Linked DNA regions of Columba livia: region 1 is linked to region 2. A link is a contact called in public Hi-C data. All regions are on one chromosome and are shown on one strand. The core of a region is the stretch at or near the end of the contact, and the rest is flanking DNA. Distances in the headings are between cores, read along the strand shown.

The links. Hi-C and Micro-C count contacts between places; a contact is called where the count stands out from the background.
Region 1: a contact with region 2 is called in a Hi-C map of liver, with 2.8 times the contacts expected there. The contact joins the promoter of HIPK2 here to the enhancer-like site in region 2. A contact is called at or near these places in 2 of 2 Hi-C or Micro-C datasets (crop and liver).

What each region holds. Positions count from the first base shown.
Region 1 is chr1:149,626,030-149,632,615 of bColLiv1.pat.W.v2, forward strand. HIPK2 (homeodomain interacting protein kinase 2) reads left to right here and starts at 2,832. Exons shown (of 15, transcript XM_065037994.1): 1 at 2,832-3,062. The coding sequence starts at 3,044.
Region 2 is chr1:149,374,082-149,380,726 of bColLiv1.pat.W.v2, forward strand. All of the region lies in intron 9 of TBXAS1 (thromboxane A synthase 1), which reads right to left. Among named protein-coding and RNA genes, the nearest start is that of SPIC, 41 kb to the left of the region's middle. Within about 2 kb of position 3,805, at least 1 of the 3 cell types and tissues checked has an H3K27ac peak away from gene starts, as active enhancers do.

The DNA of each region.
Region 1 (6,586 bases), core at 1,582-4,081, 250 kb after region 2:
TAATATCCTGGGGATTATAGAACCTGAAACACAATTGGGAATTGCCACTCTGGACTAGACAAGTAATCCATCGAATTCAGCACCTTGCCCCTAAAAGAGGCAGAATAACCTGTGCTTTGAAGCCAGGCAGCTTTAGTGCTTGTGTAAGTATGTCACACACAGGTTTGGCTGCTCCCTCTGCACTCCACCTGCCAGCTACAGGGCCAGAATGCACTGCTGCCATGCCCAGGCCACACACAGGGAGTCCACCTACCCCTTCCTCTTTTCTTCTGGTGGGGGAGTAAGCTTGATTTATATTTTAAGCTCCTGCATCATGCAAGCTTTGATGGACATGTTGCTGCCACGGGCCTGATGGCTACAGGATAGCTCAGGGTGAAACAGCAAGGGAGAAAGAACCCATCAGTGCAGTCTCAGGCAGCAGAGGTTGGTACCACTGCCCCCGTTTCACAGCCAAGGAGAGCTAACCTGGAGCCACGCTGCAACAAAATGCAGTGACAACAAGTGAAGACAGTTCCTTCAGCAGCTTGCTCCTGCACTCCGGTCTTGTCCTCTGCTCTTTTCTGATACTTCTCCATGTCTCCCCTGTGGCTCCGAGTTGGGGCTCTATGGCTGCTGTTTTGATCAAGGGTAAGGAAGCATGTTGGGATCACAAGCATCAGTAGTCTTGGAAAGCAGATAATGCCTTCTATCATAAAAGAAGAGAGCAGTGCAGAATTACGATGACCAGAAAATGTTAGGTTATCGACTCAGTGCCTAGAGCCAAACTCTGAGGGTCTTCATGGCTAAATAAAAGAGTGGTTAAAAGCAAGTTAAAATACTGTGTTTGCTGTTGTCCATGCTGCTTGCCCTCCAGCCTGGACTTTCCCAGCTGGAGACAGCTCCATTTCTTTCCAGGATTCGGTGATGTTTGGTGTTGAGATCACGCTCAAAATGAAGCAGGGATGAGACGGCAGCAGGTTTTGCTCCCTCTGCTGTACACAGTCCTTCAGTGCCGTCCTGGTCGACTGTGCCCTCAACCACCTCCACCTGCCCTGCCTGCCACTCCCGGAAACATTTAACACGTATCCTCAGCTTCATGTTGTAAACAGAATGCTAATTGGCTGTGAGACAGCCCTCCTGTTATTTCAGGCTTTTTTCAGTGGGGAAAAAAAAACATGCAAAACACTGAAAATACCTTGCAAACAAGGCAGGCCCACAGGAGCCTGTGGATCACGTCCTCATGTCCAGTGGGGACACAGCCATCCTGCTCCATCGGCTGGTCAGCATGGGTTGTGCCATGGCCCACTTTTATCTGCCAGCATAGGCATCCTCTGAGAACCTTGAGACCAGGAGCCAGGCTGGTGGGAGCACTTGGCTCTCACTGAAATCCCCAAATAAAAGTTACCTCTTGCCTCTTCCTCTTTGAGACATCAACAGGAGCAGCCAGGCGCCGAGCCCTGCTGCGATCGAATCCTGTGGTGGGAGAGATCTGGGCCGGCACCAGCAGCAGAGAGAGTTTTTGGGGACCAGCCGTAACAGCAGGCACACACGAAGAGAATACGTCTTCACTGGTCTGATCCCAGACTGCTGGCTGCCAAGGAGCTCCAGGCAGGCAAATCCAGATGGGAATTAATGCAGGATCACAGCCCGAGGTTTCATTTCCACCTTTGCCCGAGGCTTTGTGTGAGTCTCAGCTTCCCTACCTGTGCAATGGGTACCTGGTGACTGACCTTCCTTCATAAAGCTGCTGTCAGGCAAAGGGGGCTCCAGACAATGTGGCTTCACCTACACCTTTCCCGTATGCACCGACAAAAATGATGCTGGTTGCATTTGGTGCTCCTACAGCAAGAGCTCAAATGGAGAGATGGATCTTTTAAAATAAAAATTGGGGGGGGAGAGGAAGTAGTGGCTGTCAATCTGAGCAAGTAAACACTTCTTTGATGTGGTTCCTTTTTTAAAAAAACAAATAAGCAAACAAAAACACAACCAGAATCCTAAAAGCAACAACGTATGTTTATTTTAAACGCATCCGCTAAATATTTACACTGCAAGCAAGCTAAATGAAAAAAAAAAAAAAAGAATAAACTGGAACTTTTGTCAGTGAACCAGATTGTGAAATGCCTTGAGGGAATAGAAGGTTTATTTGGGGAGAGGGGGAGAGGTAGGAATTTTCCATGCTATTGTAAAACATGAGCTCAAATTATACGATCCCCACAGCCAGTGAATTGCAAAGCTTCAATCAGCAGCCTTTTTTATTTTTTTCCCTTCCTCTCTTTTCTATGGGGGGGGGGGGGAGAAGAAGACAGAAGTGTTTCACCAACTTCTGTTGACTGTTCCTTTTTTCTCCTGATTGAAATGTGTTGTTAAACAAGATCCCACATAATCTCAGCAGAGGGTTTCTCTCGCTCGCTCTCTCTCCTTCTGGGAAGCCGCGATCAGTGCCATCGGCGCTTGATTATTTGCAAACTCCCTACGCCTTTTTTTTTTTTTTTTTGGCCTTTTTTTTTTCCCTCCTCTCCGTCTCGGTCTCCGTCTCCCTCTCTCTCCCTCCGTCTCTCTCTCCCTTTCTCTCACCCCCAGTGCAACTTTTGCAGGCGCCCCGGCACACGCAGCCATGCCGCGCTGAGAGCGGGGGCACCGCGCCAGCCCCCCTCCTTCCCTCTTTCCCTCCCTCCCTCCTTTCCTCCCTCCCTCTCTCCTTTCCTCCCTCCCTCCCTCCCTCCCTCCCTCCCCAGCGCCGCCGTCCCGAGCCGGGGGGGCCCTGCCGCCCGCCGCCCCTGCCCGGCCCCGCGCCTCGCCCCGGCCCCGGCCCCGGCCCGGCCCGGCGCCGCCGCCCCCCGCCCGCTCGTCCACCCGCCCTGGCCGCGTCGGAGGGCCGGCAGCGGGGCTGGATGTGCCCGGCTCCCCCCGCGCTGAGGCGGGCAGCGATGCAGAAGGCAGGCGGCAGCTTCGCCTCCGCCGAGAGACACCCGCTCAAGATGGCAGATGTGTGTTGAGTTTGGGGGGCTGCGATCTCGCGTCGTTCGTGGCGGCGTTGCCATGAATAACAGGCGTCCTTGCACCGATGGCCCCCATGTACGAAGGTAAGCCCTGGCCCGGCACAGCCCGGCCCACCCTGCCGGTACCCCTTGCTCTGCCGCGGTGGGGGGGGGGACACGGGGACACACCGGGGGTCCCCGGCCGCCCGCGGCTCGCCGTGCCCCCGGTGTTGTTGCGGGGAGGCTGGCGGCGGGGCACCCCCGCCCTGCCCGGCGCCCGGCGGGGAGCGGGGCGAGGCGCGGGTCGCCGACCGGCTCTGCCCCCCCCACACCCCCTCGCCCCATCGCTCCCCCGCCCCGCGGTCCCGGGCGCTCGGGCCCCGGCGGGGGGCGGTGGGTGAAGTCCGTGCCGGTGCCGAGCAGAACAATGAGGTGGACGGAGCTTGCCCTGCGCCTCCGTGTGTGTGCGTGTGTGTGCCTGCCTGCCTGCCCCTCGCTGCAGTTTTCATTTCCAGGACCGGCCACCCCGCTCCTTTCACCGGTTTCCCAAGAGTTCCCCCCGCCGGGGTGCTCCTTCGGGGCGCGGAGACCTGGCGGACAGCGGCGGCGGGGGACGGGGCTGCCGGCAGCCGCCTGTCAGCTCCTCCGGCTTCAGCCTCAGCCCAGCCCGGGCTGCGGCGAAAAGCCCAAGTGCCCCAACTTTGTTTTTTGGGGTTGGAAAAAAAAAGGGGGGGGGGGGGGACGTGTGTTAGATCGGAGCGTATTTCAGGGTGGCTGTTAAAAAACAACGAAGATACCAGGGTTCATTTAAATCCCCTCCTCCGTCAGCCCTCCCGGCTCGGCGCTGGCCGGGCAGCGTTGCATAAACCGCAGGGACGCCCACCCGGCCGTCGCTTTATCCCGGCCGGGGACCGGTCGGTCCGTGGCGGCGGAGACCCGGGCGCCCGGCGGCGGGAGTGGGGGGGACAGGGGAACACGGTACTTTTCTCCCTATGGCGAGGACGGTAAAACTTATCTGAGGAGAAAATCGAGCCCGGGCTGCAGCGCCCGAGCGGAGGGCGCCCGGCGGGCGGTGTAAAGTTACCGGCCCGCCGGGTTATTTCTGGGCAGCCCCGGGCTCACCGGCGGTGCGGAGTTTGGACCCCGCGAGAGACAGGCAGACAAAGAGGAGCGTTTTCGGCAGCGGAGGAAGGACGGCCGTCCCTCCCCGCCTTCGGCGCTGCCAGACACCGGGCTGCTGGAGTCTGGGGGCGGCGGCGCCGCCGGGGGGCGCGGAGGGGCCGCGGCGGCGGTAGCGGGGCCCTGTGCGGCGGCGGGCCGGTGCCAGCGGAGGGGCCGCGGCGGGCCCGGGGTGCCGGTCCGAGCCGGCCCGCCGCTGGCGCCCTCTGCCGGTCGCGCCGCACCGCCGAGCGGCCTCGGTCCCCGGGCCCGGGCAGCCCCCCCGGCCTGTGCCCGGGCAGCCCCCAGCGCCTCCAGCGTTAGCCGGCGGCCGCGGGGGCCTGCGGCGAGCAGGGGGAGGCCGCCGCCGTTTCGCTGCCGCCGCCCCCTGGCCGCGGCGGGGTCTCGCAGTCCCGGCGCGTACCTGCCCAGCCCCCGCCCGCAGCCCCCCGCCGGGCCGGGCCTGTCCCCCCTCGGCGCGGCCCCGGGCCACCGGCGGGCCGGTGAGGCCTGGCCCGGCATCGCAGCCCCCGCCGCTGAGCCTGCCCGGCCCCTCCCGAGCGGGCGCCGCTGGCAGAGAGGGTAATGCGGCGATTCCCCTCTGAAGTTCGCTTCTCGCCGGGCCGCATCCCCCGGGCAGGCGGCGGTGCGGTGGCACCTCGGCGGGCGGCGGCGCCCGGCGGCTCCGCAGCGGCCGGGGGCGGAGTGAGGGCGCAGGGCCTTGCGGTCAGGCCGGCCGCGCTCCCCCTTCCCGGCGCGCCGCAGCGGGCGCCCGCCGAGCGCCGGCACAGCCGCCTCCCCGGAGCCGGGCAGGGCAGGGGAGGGGAGGGGAGGGGAAGGGAAGGGAAGGGAGAGGAGGCCTCGGCCGCAGCCAGGGCGGGCAGGGCGCCGGCTTCCTCCTGGGGAGGAGGCGGTGGTGCCGCACCGAAGCGTGCGGTGGAAGTTTAGCGGTTCCCTAGAGCATCCTAACTTCAGCGGCGCCCGAGCTTCTGCCTGACTGGAAAGAGGGAGCGGATGGAAAAAATGCCCTGAAAAGCAACCCGTAAAAACAGATTGCTTGCAAGCGACACAGAAGGGTCCGTGGCCAGGCTCTGCGGCACACCTCGAGCCTTAAAGTAGGTGAATAACCCAAGTCGCAGGAGCCAGTGGGTAGCGTAAAGGCTGATAGGGGTTGTTTTATCTGATTTGTGTTGCAGCATGTTTGCGGGTTAAATTGCTGCTGGATGGCTTCGAGGGAGGTGGAGGAGGGGTTAATGAATGTTTTTCGCCTCCTGGTTGCCATGAGAGGTCCTTAGAATTCCCTGCAATATCGCAGTGCATAGATAAAAACTTACTTATCGCAGGGGATGTGATTTCCTCCTTGGAAGGAGGCGAGGACTGCAATCCTCCCTTACGAGCCTCACGTTATGTGCAGTAACTGGCCTGGTCTCCAGCCCTCCTCTAGAGCAGCAGGTACAGTCAGGCCACCGAGGAGAGCGCAGGAGCCGAGGGGCTGGATCAGCGCTGCGGCGAGCAGCCGCTTCTCTGCTCCTGCCCTTGGTGGTGGCACACGCACCGCCACCGCCACCAGGGAGGCGAGGGCAGGTGAAATGGTATCTGCACCGAACGGGTTTCAGAACATAGGCTCTTTGACAGAAAAGGTGCCCCGGGGAGGAAATGTGATACCTCGGAGGCCCTTATGAAGCTGCTCCAGTAGAAATTTAAGTAAGTGATAACATAGAGCACATGCACAAATTCACCCACAATTCTAGACGTGGAAGCGAGGGTGGTGTGTGTTTGTGGTCAGCAGCTGGCTTAAATAGTGGTTCTGGGAAGCGGAACAGTGCCTCACCTGATACTAATAGGTGAAGCATGATAAATAAGTGAGTATCTGGTGTGAAATCCTCCCCTACATACAATGTGCAAGGAGAATTTTCCCATTTGTTTTAAAGAATTCAGAGTTTTTGCTGTCATCTTCTCCTCCGCTACCTTTTTCTCATTCATTTCCGGGTGTTGCAGAACTGAACAGTAACATGAAGGACATAAAAACCTACCAAGTAAACTATACCAGCAGTAACACCGCTGTGCAGTGTTTGACCTGGATTTTAGTTGTGATTGTGTGAAATGTGTTTGGCTTCCAAGCGGGCCTCATCAGGTGTAATCCTGCATGGCCTCTGCTCCAGAGTTGGGGCAAACGAGTGGCCGCTGTCCCACTGGGCGCCAGAGATGCAGCTTCCTCAGGGGCAGTTGTATCAGCTTTAGGGGAATTGAATGGCTTGAGGCAGGCGAGAATTTGGTTCTTTGGATGCTTCTCTAGGCAATGTTGCCCTTGCTGGGCAAAATTGTCATCAGTGTGTTTATCGTGTGACTTTTCCTTCTCTTCAAGAGGACAGAGCCAGGCTCTGTGGGCCAGAAGAGACCCTGTTTTAAGAGGCTTTACTGCCAGACATTACCAGTGCCTGGGCTGCAGGTAGATTTTTGCCCTGGGCAGG
Region 2 (6,645 bases), core at 2,555-5,054:
TGTACCCAATAGCGCTGGGGAAAGAGCCAGAAAGTATAACGTTACACCAATGTCGAGTCTTTAATGTTACTTTGCTTTTCGAATCAAAGACTTTAGCTCCTGACAGAAGACAGACCTGCACTACCTCCACTAGCTTTCATGGTGCTAAAACAAGGTCTTCGTAGCATCGCTGTTCACAAGGAAACTTCTGTGAGATAAAAATACTTCCTGGAACTGAACAGTGTCCCAAAACCAAACAGATAAGCACAAAAGCTGTGACCAAAACAGTCAGAAATCCTCTTCCACCTACATTACTACTGACACATGGCGATCACCATGAACAGAATGAGTGCCATCAGGTAGAAGATCTGAAAAAAAAAAAAAAAAAGGCAGGAAAAAGAGAAGAAAATCACTACGGAAATCCTTGATGAGGCAAGCTACAAATTAAAAGAACACAGAAAAAAACTGTTTCAATCTGAATTTCGTAACTTTGTCAGCTCCACCTAGTCCAAAATTCTCATGCCAAGAGAACTGGGTGCCCTTGAATTGAAAAGCGAGTAAATAATTGGGAGTGAGACAGGGCACCTGGGGTGCTCCACTGTCACGAAGGACGGGGCAGGCACCCAGTGTGCTTTTAATACACAAGTACCCTCACTATACTATCTTTCTTTTTTTTTCTTAGGTTTGGTGGGGAAGAGTAGCTCCTGTCCAGAAGAGGCTCCCTACCTGCATGCACTGCTTGCCTTGCTCCAGCTATTTGTGGATGTGAAATAATCCCCGGCTGTGCATTGTAGTGGGCTAAGCCCATCAGAGGCACATAGACTGCCTGTTTCTCGTCTCCTTAAAAAAACCACTCAGCCCCCAGGAATTCCCCCCGCGGGTTGTCTCCTAAGTCCACCGAGCCTCGAAGTCTCCCTTTCTACACTTGTCTGGCACAATCAAAATTTCTACTTGGGTGGCAGAAATGCTGAATGGTGAAGGATCCCAGTGGGAGGGAGGCAAGGAGGAAATTAAACAGGAGAAAGGACTGCCAGAGGCCCAACAGGCTGAGAAAGAGAATTATAAAACTGGGGTAGGTCTGTCCGAAGGGCATGTCACCAGTCCAAAGCACATTAAGCACTGAAGTTCGTGCAAGACTTAATCCTTCCTGCTATAGAAGTGTCCCTTGGTGGTTGCTGCAGATCTACAGGAATAAAGAGAAGGCATTTTTTTTTTTTCGCCTCTCAGCAGACATTCATGGTATCACATAAGAGCCAGATGATTTAATTTAATCATTCCTGCTCCAGCTGGTATTTTCTCTATGGAGGTGACAGTGCTTTAAATTAGGGCCTTGCATATAAAAGGCCTGTGTGTTTAGCTTAATCAAATGTTCATTTCCTCACGTTATATTTATATTAAAAGGCATCAGCATGAATTTTCATGTTGCAAACAGAGGCTATCATATTGGCTATGTAGTGAGGTCCTCTTCGGTCGTTCTTCATTTCTATGGCCTCATACGCTTGGCAGCCTTTTTGGACTGAGAGGTGACTCAGCCCCAGGCCTGCAGTTTGGGCAAATATGCCCTAGAGAGCATGCTCCAACCTATGAGGAGAGCAGAGCTTTACACAAAATAAATTATTTCGGTAATTCGCCCTTCTGCAGATACTTAAATATGGGCTTGAGCCAGTGCATGCTTAAGTCATTGGCTTCAGCTGTTGCTGCATGAGACCTTTTCTGCAGGATTCTCCCATCACTCAGCCTAATTATTATTTGCTCTGACAAGGGCAGGTCAATTTTAATACCATACAACATTTATGTAGTGCCTGATGCCTTGAAAACATTTTATGTATATTAGGTACAGTACAATAATAATAAAACTTTGCCTTCCCATAGTTGCTTTTCCCCTGAGGCTTGCAAAGTGTTTAGCAAACATTAATTAGTTGGTCATCTTCCAAATGCATGTGTGAGGTGCTGCTGGTAAATAATCCCTCCCTGTACACAAGGGGCCAGCAGAGGTGCTGAAGATTGAGGCCAACAATTTACCACCTTAAGAGTCAAGTACCCACCAATTTGAGCCTTAATAAGTAGCCTGATTTTTTTTCAGCTTCAGTATGACTTCTGTGAGTAAATAGGCAAATACTGCTCCAAATATATAGAGTTAGAATGACCAAAAAAGAAAGAAATACATTTCAAGGCATTGAAATATGTCTTAAAAATGAGCTTGCTTTGTTTTTAGCTGCCAAGATCATAACTCAGGGCTCAGCGTGTCCTTGAGAAATTGATGGTACTAAAAGTACAGAAAGAAGCTTCACTAGTGTCAAAACTCCAATTCCCTGCTGCAGACTCCTGCACCTCTTGCTTAATATAGGTAAAATCTTAACCATTCTCTTCTTACTTTCCCAAAGCAAAGGATCGGAGCCAAAAGGAGAAATAATGTTTTAATATATGGTTCAAAACTGATGAGCTATGCAATGTCTTGAAGCAGAGGAACACTGGTATGTCCCATCTGTGTGGCAACTCTTGATCTCTACCCCTCTTTTCTCCCCATCCAGACAGCGCTGGCAAAGTTTCCTAAGTGAGACCTGTTCTGTGTCAGTCCCACTTGCTGCCTCATTTCTTGACTGGCAATGTGGTTTATGCCATGTCCACTTCTAGCTCCAAATTTTATCATGTGTCCTTCCTGCAAGGCACAAGGGAGAAGTCTGTTCCTGTTGAGACTTCTCACACTTCAGCTGAAAATATGAAAAATGGAGAAAAAAATGGGAAAAACTTTTCTGAACAAAGCTATTCCATGCCTTTTCCTCTTCTGCTCCCTCTGGAAAGTGCTGACCACCTCGGATACAACAAAGCAATCTTCAATTAGTATGTGAAAAAACTTGATAGCACTTAAAGCAGCATTTGTGTTTTCTCCCTCCTATGCATGAAGAGGATCTTTCAAAAAACATAGATGCCAGTCCAAAACCCACTACCCCAAGCTCAGAGAGGAGCTGGCTGTGAGCTGGGGTGTCTGCTACCGTGACACTATCCTGAGACAAACCCCCCTAGATATCCAGATAAAGCCGTCTGCGACGAATCCTGGCAGATGCCTATTCAAGGTTTTCTTTCCTTTTCTTCTCTTACTCTCTCTCTTCTCCATCTGGGAGCAAAGAAATTTCCCTAGGTCTGTTCACGCTTAGATTTAGTGAAGCCATCATGGTGTCATAGTCTGGCACTGTTTCGCGTCTTTGCTTTCCTCTACCCTTTGCAGAGCAGCATGGCACGGCTGTCCATCTGTTTATGATTTACTTCACACAATGACTTGGTCCCAATTACGCTGATAGGCACAGTAGGTTATTTGAGGGCCAACTGGACCTCTGTAATGACACTCGAATTGTACCCAAGTCATGGGAAAGTTTCCAATCAAAAAAAGGCCAGCAGAAAAACTCCACTAGAACTCTCCCAGGAGAGGCTTTCTGTCCTTCATCCCAGAAAACAAAACCAAAAATTTATATTTTTATCTGTAATTCTTCTGCAATTATCAGTGTCCACAAAAGTTGAACAGAAAACAAGAAGAGAAACTGACACCTGGGTCTTTCTGACTTTAAAGATGCATATTGGAGAAGAGATTATAAAGAACAGCATTCAACTCAGGAGGTCACATATTTCGTGGTCTCCTTTAGCACTGACCTGAATCACAGAGTCAAAGCAGCTGTACCAACCTGCGCCAGCTGAGGACGGGCCCAGGAAGCGCAGCCGTTTTGGGGACTGTGTACTGCTGCAGGGAGGGACCCCCTCCATGAGTACTGAATCACCAGCCCTCATAGAGCAAACAGGAGAGAGGGGAAAAAAACCCCACAGCTCAAAAAGCTGCAGGATGAAGTCAGAGGGTCAGCAGTGAGAAAATACAGAATTAATTTGTAACCTGAATAAGGTCATTTCTAGAATGTTTTAGGATGATATAAGACTTTACAGGGAAGGCAAATGGAAATTATTGCTCACGATTTCTTCTGCTTCATGAGTAAGCTGCTTTGGCCTTTATTTATTTATTAACTCACAGTCCCACAACAGTCCTGGTGTGAAGACCAATTTGCTGTTCTCTCTCTCTTGTTTCTCAATGATATTTTTGCTTTTTGAACCTGACCCTTTCCTGTCTCAGTGCCTGACCACCTCACTCATTTACCTCTCCATATTTCCAAGGAGATTCTTATTTTTACAGTTACCCACACCTCACTTCTGTGCTGTCATTTCACTTAAAGCCACACTACTTTAATACCCAGTATTCTACCCTTTCTTCTTCTTTTTCAAAACTCAAATCTACTTTATGTAGTCACAAAAACTCTGGGCTGCAGTGTGGAGACCCAGAAGAACCTGCCCCAACATAGTGGTACCCACCTAGATTTGAGCCAGTCCTGTCATGGAGGACACGGATGCCACTGAGGCACAAAGGTGGCACCCACAAAATGACACATTTGTTCAACCAGTCAGCACAAAAGAGCACTTTTAAGCCAGAAAATTGCAAAAGCCGTAGTGGTCTGCAGGTTGTTCATTACCAATTTTGCACACATAAAATACCTGATAAAATACAGTATCCTGTGCCGTTTTTATCACAATTTGTGGCTCAAGGATCTATGGATACCTACAGATGGGATAATTTGGATGCAGGGAGTGATTTTCTGAGAGTACGAAGTTGAAGTACAGCTGTAGACTTTTCCTGTAAAGGATCTGTCACACACACACAAGAGCAGATAGGCATATGCAGAATATTACCAACCCTGGTCACTCAAACATTATGAGCAAGGCCCCAACATACTTAGAAACTGGCTGGAAAACACATGAGGTTTATGACTAATAATAGTATTTTGAACTTAATTTGCCTTCTGGCTTATGAACCAGGATTCATGTTTTCAGTCTTACCTTTTCAACTAGAAACATTTTTTTTTAATAGGTTGGTTGCTTTTTGTTTTAATAATGAAATATGAGGTTCTGGTTATACACCTGACTTCAGTGTCAAGTGATTTGAAAGAATACAAAACAAATACCCAGAGACTTGCAGTGCAATGGCAGGATGCTGGTAATATGCCATTTACAGAGCACCATGGGCCATCCTTGCCTGCCCTTTGGCCATCTGCTGCTAGTGCACAGCTAGAATCACACAGACCTTTTTAAAAAAAAGAAAAAAAGTCTACAAGACTGGGAACTTCACGTGGATAAACATGACACAAGCATAAGCTGCCCCTCAGAGTGCCCACAGTTTTGTAGCACATGTTTTTTGGGGGGAGAGGGTATTACTGCAAGAGGGGCCTCGGACATTAAGCATCCAAACCTCCTTTTGAGAATGCCAAACTTGGTACCTTGGCAAAGCTTGACACAGAATGAAATTGAAACGTGCAGACAAAGTAACTGGGGGGGAAACTGTGCTAAGTCTATAGATAGCATGTTGCTTCTTCTGGGTACTAGAAGTGGGGTGGGGAAGGGAGGAAGTGAGGGGGAGAGAGGGAGAAGAAAGATAAATTTTGGTTGCTGCTGTCGTACTTAGATCCACTTATCTATGGCTGAAGCCAGACAGCTGTGACTCTAAATGAAGAAATTTAATTAAAAAGTAAAAAAATGAAAATCAGCAAGAAAAAACAGAAAAAAACAGGACTTCACGATTCCCACACCTACTCTGATGTATAAATAGAGACTATCTGACTGATGAAGGGTGCTTATTATTTCTTTGACTTCCATGTGTGTAAAGAAACCTACAATTCTTTCTAGTGAACAAGCAGGATAATCACAAATCTAATGGCACGTTGCTGGTATTTCAACTTTGCAGCTCTAGCTTAAATGACATCATGCAACGTCTTGGTAGTCCCAGTGATATAATGCCTATAATGCACTTAAAAAACAAACAAACAAACAAACAAACAAACAAACAAACAAAAAAGGGTTTGGATCAATTACGAAGGAAAACATTCTGGAAAGCAGCTTTCTTGGGATCGTATTTTGCCTGAGTTACACCTCTTGCAAGAAATACGTTGGGGGAAAAACTGCAAGTGGATGCGACGCCCTTTTGCAACTCTTGCATATATAGACCTGCCTTCTGCCAGCCTAACTTAGAGCAACCTCATGGTTTTTCCCTGCCTTAGCTCCCAAGGCATTTGCGACGTGGCTCAGAAGAGCCAGAGCATCTTGCACTTACGTCCATACCCACTGCTTTTCCTGACACATTTGCTTCCCATTTCACATTATAGCATGGTAAGAGAAATCGGTATTAGTACTTTTGGCCTCTCTTCATGTGCGCACACATGTATGCGTGTGTATTTTCTGTAACACATCCATCAATTTGAAATAGTATAAAAATGACATAAAAAAAAAATCTTTAAATCTCAGAAGATTCAAAGTGTCAGTGCTGTGAAGTCAGAAAATTCATTCCAATTCTTATTTATCTAGGTCAGGATGTGGGAAGACTTTTTTTTGCCTTGTGCATATGCACGTCACTGATTTTGCACCTTGGTATTACACAGGCTGGCAGCTGAAGAACCAGGGAAGATGATGGCTTGCTCCCTGCTTCCTGTGGACTTAATAGAAAAATCCCTTTTGTATTCCTTATAATGGAGTCTTGTCTCATCTCTACCACAAGAGACACTTAGGCCACTATGTTACAAATACCGTGCTGATGGTCAGTGCGTGTACGTAGCTCTGCCTCAGTGACACATCACCACTGCC